Linked DNA regions of Sus scrofa: region 2 is linked to region 1. The links are chromatin contacts, called in public Hi-C maps. All regions are on one chromosome and are shown on one strand. The core of a region is the stretch at or near the end of the contact, and the rest is flanking DNA. Distances in the headings are between cores, read along the strand shown.

The links. A called contact is a pair of places that touch in the nucleus more often than the background predicts.
Region 2: a Hi-C map of liver shows a contact between it and region 1, with 6 times the contacts expected there. The contact joins the promoter of WRAP73 here to the promoter of PANK4 in region 1. A contact is called at or near these places in 1 of 5 promoter capture datasets (liver) and 1 of 47 Hi-C or Micro-C datasets (liver).

What each region holds. Positions count from the first base shown.
Region 1 is chr6:64,402,227-64,410,186 of Sscrofa11.1, reverse strand. PANK4 (pantothenate kinase 4) reads left to right here and starts at 2,744. Exons shown (of 19, transcript XM_003356124.5): 1 at 2,744-3,219; 2 at 6,491-6,573; 3 at 6,837-7,051; 4 at 7,588-7,771. The coding sequence starts at 3,096. HES5 (transcription factor HES-5) reads left to right here. Exons shown (of 3, transcript XM_021097834.1): 3 at 82-1,077. The coding sequence ends at 356.
Region 2 is chr6:65,162,320-65,170,279 of Sscrofa11.1, reverse strand. WRAP73 (WD repeat containing, antisense to TP73) reads left to right here and starts at 3,219. Exons shown (of 12, transcript NM_001244721.1): 1 at 3,219-3,337; 2 at 6,951-7,103; 3 at 7,495-7,611. The coding sequence starts at 3,269. TP73 (tumor protein p73) reads right to left here and starts at 510. Exons shown (of 14, transcript XM_021095218.1): 1 at 418-510.

The DNA.
Region 1 (7,960 bases), core at 1,495-3,994:
GCCCCCCGCCCCGGCCCGCCCCGCGCCCCAACGCCCCCGCGCCGCGCGCCGTTCGCCTCACCGCCTCCCGGCTCCCCGCAGCCTTCGCCGCCGCCGCCGGCCCCAAGAGCCTGCACCAGGACTACAGCGAGGGCTACTCGTGGTGCCTGCAGGAGGCCGTGCAGTTCCTGACGCTGCACGCGGCCAGCGACACGCAGATGAAGCTGCTCTACCACTTCCAGCGACCCCCGGCCGCGCCCGCCACGCCCGCCAAGGAGCCCAAGGCGCCCGGCACCGCGCCCGCGCCCACCCCGGCCAAGGCCGCCGCCGCCGCCGCCGCGCGCCAGCCCGCCTGCGGCCTCTGGCGGCCGTGGTGACCGGCGGGACCGGCGGGCAGCCTCCCTGACCCAAGGACCAGAGGGCCAGCGCGGGCCTCCGGCGGAGGGAAGGGCCTTCCCCTCGTCTGTGCCGCCCCTGGCTTGCACCAGCCCCTCTCCAGGGGCTCTCTCTCCAGGCTGGCGGGCCAGCGGGAGGGTCATTCTCAGAGAATGTGTGCGCAGAGTCCTTGTCACTTAGGACAATCAGGGCCCATCTTCTGCCAAATGTCCGACCCCATGGGGTTGCTCTGTGTTTGCATTTCAGCAAGTGACTTCTGGGAAGTCCCCGCTGCTGCGGGGGTTCTATGATATTTGTAGGCGGCGGGGCTCGGCCAGCCAGCGCCCCGCGAGTAGAGGGCTTGCTTCAGATCCGGTGCTGCCGGGCCAGCGGGCCGGCCGTGCCATGGGCACATTTGCCTTTTGTAAAGGCGGAGCTCAAGGTGTATCCTCATAGGAAAGAGAGTCAGCCTGGATGGGTGCGGAAGGACCAGGCAGGGCCATGGCTGAGGGGCCCCTGCGTCGGCTTGGTCATCTGGTTCGGGGCTCACAGTGGGCTGTGTGTGGGGGGGGAGGGTCCTCCACATGATCCTTAAAGGATTCCCGTGTGGGTGGGTGTGCGTGGGCACGACTCTGTACTCAGAATTTGAACTCTCGGTCACGTGGGAGCCACGGGACTGCTCTTCGAGACTCTTCTAATAAAATCTGACTACTCAGCCCCCTCCACCGCCTGTCTCTTGTGCCTCACATGGGCCCCTGGCAGCCGCCTGGCAGGCGGGTCTGCCGGGATGAAGCGGGGGGTGGGCTCTATGCTGGCATGCAACCACGGGTGGGCAGTGTCCCGGCCAGTGACCCTCTGGAGGAAGGGCTGGGCACCCACTGAGGGGAGGAGGGAGGAAGGAGGAGGGAGGGGGGAGGGAGGCAGAGCAGAAGCCAGTGTTGAGGGGCAAGGGAACAGGCCCAGAGGCAGGGGAGAAGCAGGGCTTGGGGAAGCAGAGGAGAGGCGGGCTGGAAGGGAGCAGGCCTTGTGGAGCTCCCTGGATGCAGGAGGAGGGGATGCGGTGGGGAGGAGCTGGGGGGCCTGGGTTCCAGCCCTAGACCTCTCTAGCTCCCTGCGGGTGGGGGTGGGGACCTTCCGGCTCTGTCCAGCTGAGAGAGACCAGAAAGCCACAGCCTGCCAGGGATCTCTTGCTGCAGCAAATGGGGCTTAGCTGGCTCCAACGCACAGGAGATGGTGGCCTCTCCCTGCATATCCAACAGCCTTCGCACTTGGACGAGCTCCTGAGGGCACCTTCCTGGACAACCCACAGGTGGCTGCCCAGACTTCCCTGCAGCCCGACTGCTCCCTGGAGCAAAACAGGCAGTGCTGGCAACAAACCTGCCAAGGGCAGGCCTTGCCTTGGAAAGGGCATCTATTTTTAGGCAGGCCACAGGCTGCAGGAACCTGGAGGTGCCCAGGCTGGCCCTCCCTCCTTCCTGCTCGCCTTCCATCCCTGTCTGTCCACCCTGCGGGGGACGTCCAGAGCAGTGCTGCTAGTGGCCTCTGGGGTCCCTGCTGAGCCCTGGGACTGCCGAGCCAGGGATGGGAAGCCCCTCCCACGTCCTCCACATCTACTGCTGTAAGGCAGGCACGTCCATGAACTCAGCAGGGGCAGCACTCAGCAGGGGCAACCGCTGTCCTCGTGGGAGTGCCCCCTGGCCAGGCTGGCCCACAAGGCTGCTAGCCCTCCTGGTGCACCAGCCCCTCCCCCGAATCACCCCTGGAGCTCTGAGTTTTTGTCTCTGGAGGGCCTGTGCTCCTATGGGCCCTACCAGGCAACTGGTAGCACGCTCAAGGCCGGAAGCCAAAGACTCAAAGTAGCTGGTTCAGGGTCACCTAGAGGCAGGTCCAAAGCCACCTTAAGGGCCAACACGGGGCTCTTTCACAAAGCGCCTCGCTGCCTTAGGAGTACACCCATCCCCGAGGTTCTCAGTAACCAGCCCTGGAAGCCCATCCCCAACACCAACTGGGAGCTTTCTCAGCTTGTTCCCTGCAAACTTCCACAGTGTCCCTCTTTTGCCAGAAAAGTAACCTTTTCCAGGCAGGCTCTCGTGCCTTCCCCTGCATTTTCTTGCCCCCTTTTCTTCTTCTTCTTCTTTTTTTTTTTTTTTTTTTGGCTGCGCTGCTGAATGTGGACGTACCTGGGCCAGGGATTGAGCCCCAGCCACAACGCAGACTACATACACCAGACCCTTAACCCACTGCATCACAAGAGATTCTGGGCGGGGCGGGGTGGGGGCTCCTAGGGGGCAAAGTCACCAACTACTCCTTGTTTGCATGGGAAGTGGGGCACCGGCGGCCCTGCGCTCCCAGGGATCCAGGCTGGTGGCGCTCAAGCACCTTTGCCGTAGTTGCCAAGCTTTTCAGTACCACTCGCTGACAGAAGCGGTCCGTCTGGTGGGCTGCAAGCCCCAGGTGCCGCCTCTGCACTTGCTCAGATCACTTGAGGTCAGCATCCGGCCAGCTCAGTGAAGGGACAGCAGAGACGACGACAGCCCAGAGGTTTTGCGTGAGCTGCCCACCGCCGGGTCTCTGGAGCCCGCTTCCTGGCCAGCGCGAGTCGGCGCTTCGAGCTGCAGCGGAGACGGGGGGCGGGGGCCTGCCCGGGATCATTAGCATAATATATGCACAGGAGGCGCTTAACAGTCAAATATATGCGCATATATCTCCATGGCTGATGAGACTGGCCGGGCACATTCAAAATGGCGGAGTGTGGAGCGAGCGGCAGCGGGAGCAGCGGGGACAGCCTGGACAAGAGCATTACGCTGCCCCCCGACGAGATCTTCCGCAACCTGGAGAACGCCAAGCGCTTCGCCATAGATATAGGTCGCTGCGGGCGGGCGAGGGGAGCTGGGCGGCGGGGGTGGGCGTGGGCGCGGGGCCGGCGGGCCGGGGCGGTGGCAAGGACGAAGGGCGGGGCGTGGGCCGCGGCGCCAAAGGCTTGTCGGGCTTTGTAGTCCGCGGCTGCGGGCGCGCATGGCCTATCGGGCCTTGTAGTTCGCTACCGTCTACAGGTGCACGCTAGCCGTGGCAGCGGGACTACAGCTCCCGGCAGGCGCCTCACGACCGGAGCGGGGCATGCCGGGGTTCGTAGTCCCGCGGGAGAGGCTGCCCGGCGGGAGCTCAGGGGCCGGCGGTTTGTCGACCTAGGCGCGGACTCAGGTCGAAAGTGCCCGTGCCCCGCCCCCCCGCAGGGCCCTCCTCCCACCCTGGCGCGCTGGCCCTTGTCTCCGTTGAGGAGGAGGCGCGGCGACCCGGCCGGCCGACCGCCAACGCTAGGCTGCTGTCGCCCTGCCTGCGTGCGGCGCGCTGAGTGGGGCGGCCCTGCCTCTCGCGGTCGCAGCCGATCCGGGCTGCGGCCCGAGCTCGCGTGGTCCGGGACCCCCCAAGGCCTGGCCCATCGTGGCGCTCCTCTCCTGGAGGGGTTGGACCGGCCCGCTCCCCTGTCCTTGGGTGGGTGGGGGGGTCCCTGGAGTCACGGGTTTTGGGGGAGGGGGCCGTCCAGAGAAGTGGGGGCGGAGAGTGGCCCGCGTCCCTAGTCCCCACCTGGAAACCGCAGTGGGCTTTAGGAGACTGGCCTGGAGGCGGGGCAGAGCCAGGCGGGGCGGGGGTGGGGGTGGGCGTGGGCAGCTCTGTGACCTGGAGCTTGTCTCCCCGAGAGGGAACCTGAGGGATCCGTGCTCTGCTGGACGTCGTGCCGGGCTGGGTGGGAGCCCCAGCCCCTGGGAGCCACCTCCCATGTTCTCTGAGCCCTGCCTGCACTGCTGTGGTGGCATTTCCCCGGGGGGCGTGTGCCCTGAGGCCCCAGGCTTGGTGCCGCTTGAGTCTGCTCCAACCAGTTGGCACCTCCCGTTTCTCTTCCCCCCCGGGGTGTTCTGTGTGGCTCCTGGGGCCAGCTTGTGGCCGCAGAGGGAGGAGTGCCTGCCTGGTCCAGTTCCTTGGCAGAAGGACGCTCAAAGGAGTAGTTTCAATGGTTGGCATTTATTTCCTTGTGAGATCCCCCCACCCTGGGGCTGGGTGCTCTGTCTCTGGTTCTTCGAAGGACATGTTTGTTGCTGTGAAGCACAGACTGGCTCATGCAGCTGGTGAGAGGTCACAGGTCAGGGCAGGCAGGGGTCCTCCACCCAGGAGTCCACAAAGCCAGGGTGCTCGTCAGCGTGGGGTTGACAAGCGGGCTTCCGGTTTCCTCTCCCCTCCCCTAGCCTCCCAGTCCAGGAGAGCTCAGTTGCTGGGTCCTAGGCAAGGCTTTTCCTTTCTTGCATGGGGCACCCCTGTCCACTGGTATCCCCTCCCAAAGCGTCTGATGCTTTGTGTCAACACATTCTTGAAGCTGACTTGACTCCAGGTTCCTGTGGAAGGAAGGGTCCCTCAGGTGAAGGCAAGGGGTGTCCTGCCCGCCTTGGTGCCTGGGGTAGAAGGTCAGCCCTGTGCCAGGCCCCCGTGGGTCTGGGCAAACTGGATGGAGGGTCTTGGCTCAGGTTCCTCTTGTCAGTCAGGGATGCCCTGTGGCGTCCACAGTGCTGTGTGCCATCACCTGGTCCCTGCCCTGGTCAGGTGTGACTTGCAGGGGCAGGGGGCCCAGGTTGGCATCCCCTCTCATCCTGAGGGATCCTGGGACTAGATGAGCCCACCTGCGCCCCGCAGGCTCCGCCCTTCTGCTCTGTGCACTGAGCCGTTCAGGGTGACTGTCCTGCTCCGCTTGCACCCAGACCACCATCCAGTGGCTCCTGGGGGGGAGAAGGAGGCATTGCCCCACTCAGGGTGTGTGGTGTGCGGGACCCCCACAAACCCTAACACTGTGTTTCGGTGGTGATTTCAAGCTAAGCTAACACGCTGTCTGAGATGGCACGTCTGTGACCCAGGCCTCTGTTTGTGGTAACTCTCGATGAGCTGCTCACAATGCAGCTTCATCTCTTCGTGTTGCTTGTCCTTTGGGGAAGCCGCTTATTCACAGAGGTGACTCAGGCCCAAGCGCTTTAGTGACGCTGGTGGCCAGGCCATGGGTGGGGGCAGGGAGGAGGGATCAGGAGGCTCCAGGCCAGGTTCGCAGCTTGAGCTCGCGGCCTGGGGCTGAGACAAGCCTGTGCCGCGGTGCTTAGTAACTGAACACGGGGCCCATGAGGCCAGGTCACCGCAGGTCGGGAGGCCCTGGCCATGCTGCCAGGTGGCGGCTCCACCAGGCCAGGTGTGACCGAGCTCACACTGGGGTGGGGTTGACCTGTGTCCCCTGCCGTGGTCCTTGTGACCTTGGTGTCTCCAATATGCTTCCCCCCCCAGACGGTTCTCATACCTTCCCTCAGTGTTTGTCACGAGCCAGCAGTTGTTGACACCTGTAGCCTTCTTCTCATAACGAGGGAGTTCCCTCTGAAAACACAGTTGGTTCCAAAGCCGTCTGGCGGGGCTGAGGCTTCCGCTTCTCCGCTCACCGGCGGGCCTTGAACAGCTGCGAGCTCCCTGGCGCCTCCCCCGAAGCCTCACTTCGGCTCAGGAGAGGGCTCCCCTCATCCTCGGGAAGGACACCCTGGGGGTCTTGACGTGCCGAGGCCTCATCTGTTTCCCCGTGGTCGCCGGGTAACAGGGGGCACCTGGCTTCCAGCGATGCCCTCTGCAGGGCCTCATGGGCGTCCCCGGCCCCGAGCATCTCCCAGGCAGGCCTTCCTGGGCGCTCCCGGTGAGAACAGCCCCCTCCGCCCCTTTCCACAGGCCGCCAGGTGTGTGCTTTTCCATAAACGCAGTGAGTGTGTCCACTCTTGCCCCGGGTCCATCCTCAAGATGAGAGCTTGCAGCAGAATTTCCCAGGCCACCCGTGATCGCCGAGGTCACCCAGAAACAGTCGTTTCCTTTTCCTCTGGACGTGGCGCTGGAGGGGAAATGGGCCCTCTCAGCGCTGGTCAGGGGCCCTTTTCAGAGAAAGCAGAACGTGTGGCTCCTGCAGTTCATCCGCGTCCTCTCTCTGGCCCTGCAGGGTGTTCAAGTTCAAGCAGCATCAGATTCTTTGTGGGCAGGGCCTAGGTCTGGCAGAGGCAGGCGTGTGGAAGGGTGGCCTCTGGGTCCCTTCCAGCCGCTTCTCACCCTGCTGCGCCTGTGTCTCCCGCAGGCGGCTCTCTGACCAAGCTGGCCTACTACTCCACCGTGCAGCACAAAGTGGCCCGAGTGCGCTCCTTTGACCACTCGGGCAAGGTGAGCCTCCTGGCGGCCTCGCGGTGGGGAGCTTCCTGCCGATAACCCTTCCCTGCCGCCCCGCTCAGCGCCCCGCCATCCTGGGCCCTGGCAGAAGTGCCCCCGGCCTGCTCGCTCTGCCCTGCCTGCTCTGCCTCCCTCCTGTGGGGACTCGAGGGTCCCACGTCCCTTCGGGTGACCGAACTGCTGCTGGGGTGCTAGGGGTGGCCTAGAGCCAGCCCCTCCCTGAGGCGGCACGCGCGGGTCCCCGCCTGCATCCCCAGGACACAGAGCAGGACCACGAGCCACCCTACGAGATCTCCGTCCAGGAGGAGGTCACCGCCAGGCTGCACTTTGTCAAGTTCGAGAACACCTACATAGAAGCCTGCCTGGACTTCATCAAGGACCACCTGGTTAACACCGAGACGAAGGTCATCCAGGCGACCGGGGGCGGGGCGTACAAGTTCAAAGACCTCATTGAAGAGAAGCTGCAGCTGAAGTAAGTGGGACCCAGTCGGGCTCTGAGGAGGTGGCCGCAGTGCCCCAGGCCCTGCAATTCCCGCGTAGCCCAGCTCAGGGAGCTTCAGGTGGCGGCTGGGGGCCAGGCTCTGGGCCGGCTGCAGCAGGATGCTGGGGGTTGACCCTCCGAGTGGCTCAGGGGACCGAGGACCATGGGTGGGCACGTGGGGAGGGGCGAGGGCCGAGAGGAGGGAGATGGAGCCTCGAGACCACGTCTGCTGTGTTCCCATGGCAACGCAGCGATCCCCGGCCCCCGGGGGCCCTGGCCCTGTCGTGGGAGCAGAGGCTGGGGCCATTCGTGCCCCAGCCAAGTGCCGGGCCCTCAGGTTCCTGCAGCTGGCCCACCCCCGAGTCTCGCAGGGCCAGGTGGTGACTTCGCGAGCTGCCCGGCAGGCTGTTTCCGAGAGCCAGGTGTGCTGTTGGAGCCAGAAGGCGAGCCCGGGCTGGCAGCACCGGGCTGCGGGCCGAGGCTGTGCCATGGCCCCGCTGGTTGCAGTGGCCGGCCCTCCCTCTCAGGGTTGACAAGGAGGACGTGATGACCTGCCTGATAAAGGGCTGCAACTTCGTGCTGAAAAACATCCCGCACGAGGCGTTCGTCTACCAGAAGGACTCCGACCCCGAGTTCCGGTTCCAGACGAACCACCCCAACATCTTCCCGTACCTTCTCGTCAACATCGGCTCTGGCGTCTCTATTGTGAAGGTGAGGCCTGGCTCATGGAGGAGAACGATGCCTCAGCCGTGGCTTGTTGGGCTACTGGCTACGTGTTAGGGCCCCAACCGGGCACAGGGCCACGGACACAGATGGCCCGGCTGCAGTGTTCACAGGCCCCTCCTTCCAGCATCAGCATGTGCCCCACCGCCCAGACGCATCATCACCCAGGTCTGGGGA
Region 2 (7,960 bases), core at 1,970-4,469, 760 kb before region 1:
AGCGTGGAGCCGGCGGGGAGGAGCTTTGTCCGCGACAGGCGCCTCTCCCGACCTCCACCTGCACCTGCTCCCCCGACCCGGAGTTCCATTCTCAACCTCCCCTGGAAGCCGGGGTGGACGCGGGAATCCCAGCGAGGCTGCTCCGGGTCCCAAAGGCCACCACACTGCCGGCAGGAGCGCATCCTCCCCCGGGCTGGACTCGGCCGGCCGGCCCCCCGCCCCCACCTCCAGCCGCGTCCCAGGAGCTGGTCGGACTCCGGGAAGACCCTAAGGCCCGCTCCCTCGAGTTCGTGCATGATCTCGTCGACTACCAGCTTCGGCGCCGCAAAGCGCCGTGCCGGCCGCCCTGGGCTCAGGCCCACAAGCAGAGCCCCGCCGCGCCCAGGTCCCCTCGCTCCAGGTCCCCGCGCTGCTTACCTGGTGCCGCCTGAGCTCCGGGAATCCTGGCCCCGGCGCTTCACCGCGGAACCCCTTCGTGGGTGCACGGCGGGCGCGGGCCGTGAAGCGAGTGCGGCTGGGCGGCGGCGGGTGGGGAAGCAGGGCGGGCGCGGGTTATATGGGCGCGGGAGGGGAGGCGCCGCGGGGAGGGGTGGCCGCGGGCGTTAGCGCCTTCCGCGGCGGGCCGGCGGGAAGGCAGCGCGGGCCGCTGAGCCTTGGCGGGAGGAGCGCGGGGCGGCGGGACCGGCTGGGCTCTGCCGGGGCCAAGGTTGCGGCTCAGGGCTCCGCCCCCCCAGCTGGCCGCGTGCGAGTCAGGGTCCCGGGGCGCGCTCCGCCCCGCCTCCTTCCCGCCGCCTTTTGGCGCGCTTCGCCCCCGGGCCCCCGGGCGCGGCCGCCTGCCTGGGACTGGGCGCCGACCGGACGCCGGAGCCCTACTGCTGTGTCCACGGCCCCTCGGCCGGCTTAGGGGTACGAGCAAGGGCGCGCGGGAGCCGGGATCGGGAGCAGAGATGCGGCGTCCGCGTGCCCACTCCTTCCTCTCTCTGCCACAGCGCATCTTCCGGGTCTCGCTCCTCCGCCCCCATCGGCGCCGGACCCTCCGCGCCGGGCGCTTGGGATCCGAGGCCCAGAAGAAGGGCCGCGCATCTTAGGGGCGCCGCCATCCAGGTCCGCGGAGTGTCTGCACTGGCTGTGGCCTACAGGGGACAGGCGTGGAGGTCGCGGCCCCGTAACCCAGGGTAAAGTGGAGCCGCTTGCTTCTGGGTACCAGCCGGGTTCCTCGGCTCAGAAGGGCACGCATCGCCTGTGCCCCTGCGCGTCCGGGGAGTCACTTGGGACGCAAACGCTCCAGGGTCGCGCCCGCACCAAGCTCCCTCCCAGGGACAACGCCTCCTGGCCCCGCCCGGCCGGAATCATTTCCGCGTAGGGCAGGTACGCGCGGGTGTCCAAGGCGACCTGTGAGTCATGCGCACAGAGACCTGTCGCAAGCCAGGCCTCCCTCGGCACCCCCCCGCCCCCCCCACCTGTGGCTTCATGGGCCAGGTCCCCTGCAGGGCAGACGCGGGCTTCCCTTCCAGGGCTCCCACTTCCTCTAAGGCCTCCGCTGGAGAACCCCACACGCTGGACGAGGTCTGGACGACTCTGGGCGGCGGGCACCCGCTATGCACTTCCTTCTGGTGCTCGTGGGAACCGTTATCTGCCTCCGAACCGATGCCTCCAGGCCAGGGGGACCCTCGCTTCAGTGTCGCCGGTGAAACCTAGCAGCCCGGGCTGGTTCAGTCCAGGTTCTCTGGCCACGTGTGTTCCACAACTCACCTGGCGAGTGTGGCTGACTTCCACACGTCTTTACTGCTCACCTACTGTCTTTGAGGTGCGGGGTGCGGTGGGGACCCAAAGACAAATGACGCACGGGAGGGAGTTGATCTGGCCGCACCGCGGAGCAGGGCGCCTGCACGCATCCCCTACTCGTTCGTTCTGTGAAGTTGGGGGGGCCACCAAAGGGCGCAGGCCCAGCTGGGTGTGCAGAGGTGCGAAGAGGACCCAGGCCGGGTCTCAGTTCTTAGAACGCAGGGTCAGGGGCCGGTGTCAGGGTCTGCGCGATCTGATCCTGTGTGCAGCCCCGGGAATCCTGGCGGCAGGGCACCGCCTGGCGGGGGCATGGGGGAGGCCTCTGTTGGGTGAAGTGGACTAGAGGACAAGACAGAAGCGGGGCAGCGAGCGAGATCAGCAGAGCCAGTGCGACGCAGGTGCGCGCTCCGGCCTGCGACTTGGGCGGGTGCGGCTGAGCCCAGGGCCGAGCCCTGGTGGCCTTCTGTCACTTGCGGGTCTGGGCGCAGGTGCGGGCTTGCGATAGACAGGTGGGTGCATGCAACCCCGGTGCACTCCCGGCAGAGTGTCGATTTCGTTCTCTCCCGGATCCTGAGCATGAAGTGAGGGCCTTGCTGCAGGCATGGTTGCGGGATGTAGCCAAAAGACAAACAAAAACGAATACTTATACTTTATGTATAAAATATAATATGTGTGTTTGGACTGTTACATATTATATAAAAATGACAAGTGCATGTTTATGTGTGAATTTATGTATATGTCTTTACATTAACTATGAATGCATAAATATAAACACACAGACACACAGGATGTCAGTTCATTTGAATTTCAGATAAGGGGATAATTCTTTAGTGTAAGTATGAGCCACGTAGTCTTTGGGAACATATATATATATATTTTTTTTTTTTGTCTTTTTTTTTTTTTTTTTTTTCTTTTCTAGGGCTGCACCCGCGGCATATGGAAGTTCCCAGGCTAGGGGTCTAATCGGAGCTGTAGCCGCCGGCCTACGCCAGAGCCACTGCAACGTGGGATCCCAGCCGCGTCTGCGACCTACGCCACAGCTCACGGCAACGCCGGATCCTTAACCCACTGAGCGAGTCCGGGGATCATACCCGCAACCTCATGGTTCCTAGTCAGATTCGTTAACCACTGCGCCACGACGGGAACTCCTGGGAACATCTTTAACCTAGAAAACTATTCGTTGCTTATCTGAAATTCAGTTTCGGTGCACTTCCTGCCTTTTATCTGGCAACCATAGCTGGAGAAGGTCTCAAGGCTTCCCATGTTGGAGCACCAGCGGCAATCCCGGGTGGGACGCACCGCTACGGCGCCTTTAAAGCGTGGTGGCGTGCCGGGGGTGGGGCGGAGAACTACAAGCCCCACAATGCTGCGCGTCATCCCTGATTTCTGATTGGCTACTGTGCGTTTCCCGCTTTTCCATCACTTCCGGTCTCGAAGGGGCGGTTGCGGCGGGGCTCCGCGGGCCCGGGATCCAGCGGCTGCCATGAACTTCTCGGAGGTGTTCAAGCTCTCCAACCTGCTCTGCAAGTTCTCCCCCGACGGCAAGTACCTGGTGAGAGGCTGCGGGGCTTGGGCCGAGGGCGGGCTCTCCGCGGGGAGGCGTGTGTCTACACCGGGAGCGAGGCCGCCGCGGGGCCTGGATGGAGGGAACTCGGGGGTTTGCTGCTCACTTGGGCAGGGGTCCCAGGCAGTGGCCCCGGGCAGGTGTTGCAGACAGGACCTGAGCAGGCGACCCGGCGAGCTGCCAGCGTCCCTGCACGTGGGTTTCCATCTGTTAAAGGCAGGTAAGAACAATACTGTCTTGACACATTTGAGGGCACAGGAGCTATCAGCCCCTTGTTGTTAGTCTGTCATAGAAGCCAGCCCTGTTGGCTGTAACCTGGTGCAGCGGTGCAACTCATTGTTGGCACCTTTTCCAGCCCATTTCACCAGTCTCCACCGCACACCAGATGAATGATTCGGGTGACTCGCATTCTGTGCTCAGATAAAGAGAATTTTCTCCACTCCTGGGACTTGAGCTGCTCGTTCCCTGGGTGGCAGGTGGTTCTAACATCGCTGAGCTATCTTGTACATGAAATTTAAGTTTTGAAAATACCGGTATGACCAGTGTATAGCTTCAGAGTCCTGGGGAGGGGGGAGGTGTGGTGGGTGGGAGATAGTTAGTACTGGAAAGACATGAAGACATCAGTGATGCTTCATAAAAAGTGTACTTAGTTTCATTAACTGTTAACATATGGCCCCATGACTTTTCTTCAATTTGAGCATTATTTGCATTCCTTTTATCTGGGCCTTTGAGGATGTAATTCTCAAGTGACATATTTGCCTTTTTGTTTGTTTGGTTTTGGGGGGCTGCACCCACAGGATATGGAAGTTCCTGGGCCAGGGGTCAAAGCAGAGCTGCAGCTGCTGGCCTACAGCACAATAATGCCAGATGCTAGCCAAGCCGTAACCCACACCGGATCCTTAACCCACCGAGTGAGGCCAGGGATCGAACCCATGTCCTCATGGAACTAGTCAGGTTCATTATCACTGAGCCACAATGGGAACTCCTCATATTTGCCTTCCTTATGGAGGTTCTATTCTAAATCATAGGACATGGCATTCAGTTCCAAAATACAAAATATCTCTAGCTTAAGTGGCACTCCAAAACCTTGGTGTGTTTTTCAAAGTACTCCTATGAATTAGTTTTTTAAAGGTCATTTGCAAAAATCCAGGTCAACTATAAAAAGGAATTTTATATTTTTCTCATTTAACTTTGGTGCTTTTTTTGGTTTTTATCCTCCAATTAAACTCTTATGAGCGCTAAGGGGTCATGTGATCAGGACCATGCTCTTCAAAGCTCTACCCAGTGCGGAAAAAAGTTGGGCCTTGTTGCCACTTAAAAATTTTTTTTAGGAGTTCCCGTCGTGGCGCAGTGGTTAATGATCCGACTAGGAACCATGAGGTTGCGGGTTCGATCCCTGCCCTTGCTCAGTGGGTCAAGGTTCCGGCGTTGCCCTGAGCTGTGGTGTAGGTCACAGACGTGGCTCAGATCCTGCATTGCTGTGGCTCTGGCGTAGGCTGACAGCTACAGCTCCGATTCGACCCCTAGCCTGGGAGCCTCCATGTGCCGCGGGAGCAGCCCAAGAAATGGCAAAAAGACAAAAAAAAAAATTTTTTTTAACTGAAATGTAGTTGATTTCCAATATTGTGTTAGTTTCAGGTGTCCAAAGTGAATCCCTTATACACACACATATATTCTTTTTTTCACATTCTCTTCCATCATGGATTATTACGAGATACTACGTATAGTTTCTCATGTTGCCATTTTTAATATCTTGCAGCAGATCTGATACGGTTTTTCCAAATGTTGCTACAAACAGTCCATTTCATAAGGAATGTATTGTAGCTGAGCACAGCTTTCACAGCTGCCACGTGGAAAAATGAGCACCAGACAGGTGTTTGCTCTAATCTGCAGTTACTCTCTCAGCCTCCTTTCTCCATGTGGGATCCGTGTGGCTTTTTTAACATGGAAGTTCCTCAGACAAAGACCCAATGATCTAGTTTGACCCTGGCAAGTACAGAAATGAAGCAAGTAACAGTTAAAGCCAGTTCTTGATTTTTGAACGGAGATGGACCTGCTCTTAGCGGAGGAGTATATGCAGTCTCAGAAGTCGTTTGCTTGGAGGTGGCTGTTATTTAATACGTAGGCGCATGAAGTAGCTGTCCGCAAGGGACCGTCATTGCCACTTAGCACACAGTTAGGAACATGTTAATGCTGGCGTGTGAGAGACCCCTCCCTCCCTTATACTCACACGCCTGCCACTTCCGACACATCTGGCCACGGTCGTGGGTTTGCCCCCACGCCAAGCCGTTCACCTCCACACTGGCCAGGGGTCCTGCTCAGTCCTGACACCGTCTCATCTGCCTGGAGAGCGCACCAGGTCCCCCAGGGTAGGAGCTCAGGCCCACAAGACTGCCCCGCCTTTCAGAGGCCAGTCAAAAGTCCAGGTTGTCACCTGTGCTTCTGACCCCTGGCTGTCGTTCGGAGGTTCCATTACTTTGCTAGAGTGACTCCCAGCCCTCAGAGGGCTTAGTGGTTGCATAAAGGACATGAGGAAGGGACACAGACAAGCAGCTGGCTGAGGGGTAAGTAGGATGCACTCTGGGAGGGTCCCAGGCGCGGGGGCTCCCGTGGAGTTGGGGCGTCTCCCTCCCTGCATGGATGTGGTCACCCGCCCGGATGCTCTGAGCCCCATGTCCCTGGGATTTTACAGGGGCTTCGTCATGCAGGTGTGAGCTGTCGCCGAAGAGAAGGGGAGGTGGGGCTGAAATTCCAAGCTCCTGATCCTGGCTTGGTCCTTCCTGAGACCAGCCCCAGCCAGAAGCCCACCTAGAGCCGCCTCCCTGGAACAGGGGTGCTCCATCACCCGGGAAATCCCGAGGGTCTTGGGAGCCCCGTGTGCATGTCCTCGTCCCTCAGCGAAGGCGAGTGAGCAGCTATGAAGCATCCTGCACCTGCAGAACTTAGGGAATGTCTGCCATTGAGCAGATGAGAGCTGTGGCCTCAGTGGTTCTCAACAGTGGCCGTGAGTCCTTCTCAGCCCTCACAGATGGCCCGCAGGGGATAGCCGGAGCCAGTGTGGCTGTTCCCCAAGAGCTGCTTCCCGGTGCTGTTTCCTGTTTTAGTGTTTGCCACGTGGTGTAGACGGGTAGAAAATGACTTGAGGGTTTTATTTTTATTTATTGTTTTGTCTTTTTAGGGCCACACCTGCAGCATATGGAGGTTCCCAGGCTAGGGGTCGAATCGGAGCTACGCCACAGCAACATGGGATCTGAGCCACATCTGTGGTCTACACCACAGCTTTCAGCAATGCCGGATCCTCAACCCGCTAGGTGAGGCCAGGAATCGAACCCGCAACCTCATTCGTTGCCGCGGAGCCACACTGGGACCTCCTCGAGGGTTTTAAATTAATGTTTTCTCCTGAGGTGGAACAGTTCTGGCACCTAGTTGGCATATTTCAGTTTTATCTTTTTATTAACTCATCTGTTGTTTAGAACAGGCCGTCGGCGTGGTAGGCACGAGACCATCTAGACAGAAAGCATGAGTGAGAGGAGGGTGGTGGGTGCCCCAGTCCCAAGGGCTCCATCCTCAGAGCCCGCACCCAGGCCCCCCTCCTTTCCAGGCCTCCTGCGTCCAGTACCGGTTGGTGGTTCGAGATGCCAGCACCCTTCAGATCCTCCAGCTGTACACGTGCCTGGACCAGATCCAGCACATCGAGTGGTCGGCCGACTCGCTCTTCATCCTGTGCGCCCTCTACAGGCGGGGGCTGGTGCAGGTGCGCCCTGCAGCCCCACGCCCCCAGGAGCGTCTCTCAAAATGATCCTAGTTCGCCCATTTTTAAATGTTTAAGGACTTTTAAAAAACCAAAAACACTGCTTCGGCATTCTGGATTTGTGCCCGAGTTAGGTTTGTAGCAGGAAGCATTCAGACGGCAGCCCAGCAGCTCGCGTACCGTGTGCTCAGCTGTCGACCTGGAACTGAGGTCATGAATTCACCCCTCAAGCCACACCAAAGTGATGTCTCCGAGAAGGACTGGCCCTGGTCCCTCGGTGATGCGGTCCAGGGCCGGTCCTTCACACTGAGAGGTTTTGAGACCCCCTGTGTCTGTCCAGTCGTTTCTAAGCCTCACTGGTGCGCTGACCCATCTCTCTCTCCCATGGATCCAGGTGTGGTCTTTGGAGCAGCCAGACTGGCACTGCAAAATAGATGAGGGCTCTGCAGGGCTGGTGGCTTCCTGCTGGAGCCCAGACGGGCGGCACATCCTCAACACAACAGAGTTCCACGTGAGTGGGGCGCCCTGAGCTCCTGCCCCAACCGCGGAGGGCAGCCCCTTCCCCCAATCCCAGGATCGCTCGGAGAGGTGGTGTGGGTGATTTTGGGGAAAGACAAACGTCATGAGTTGTCAGGGCATCATAAGCCTGGAAGTGCTGTTGTATAATCTCTCTGTTCAGTTTTAATGAAAAAGAAAGAGTTCCTTAAAAAACATCTAAAAGAGAAATTTTAAAAAAGGAGTTCCTATTGTGGCCCAGTGGGTTAAGGACTGATGTTGTCTCTCTGAGGATGCGGGTTTGATCCCTGGCCTCACTCAGTGGGTTAAGGATTTGGCATTGCTGTGACTGTGGTATAGGTCTG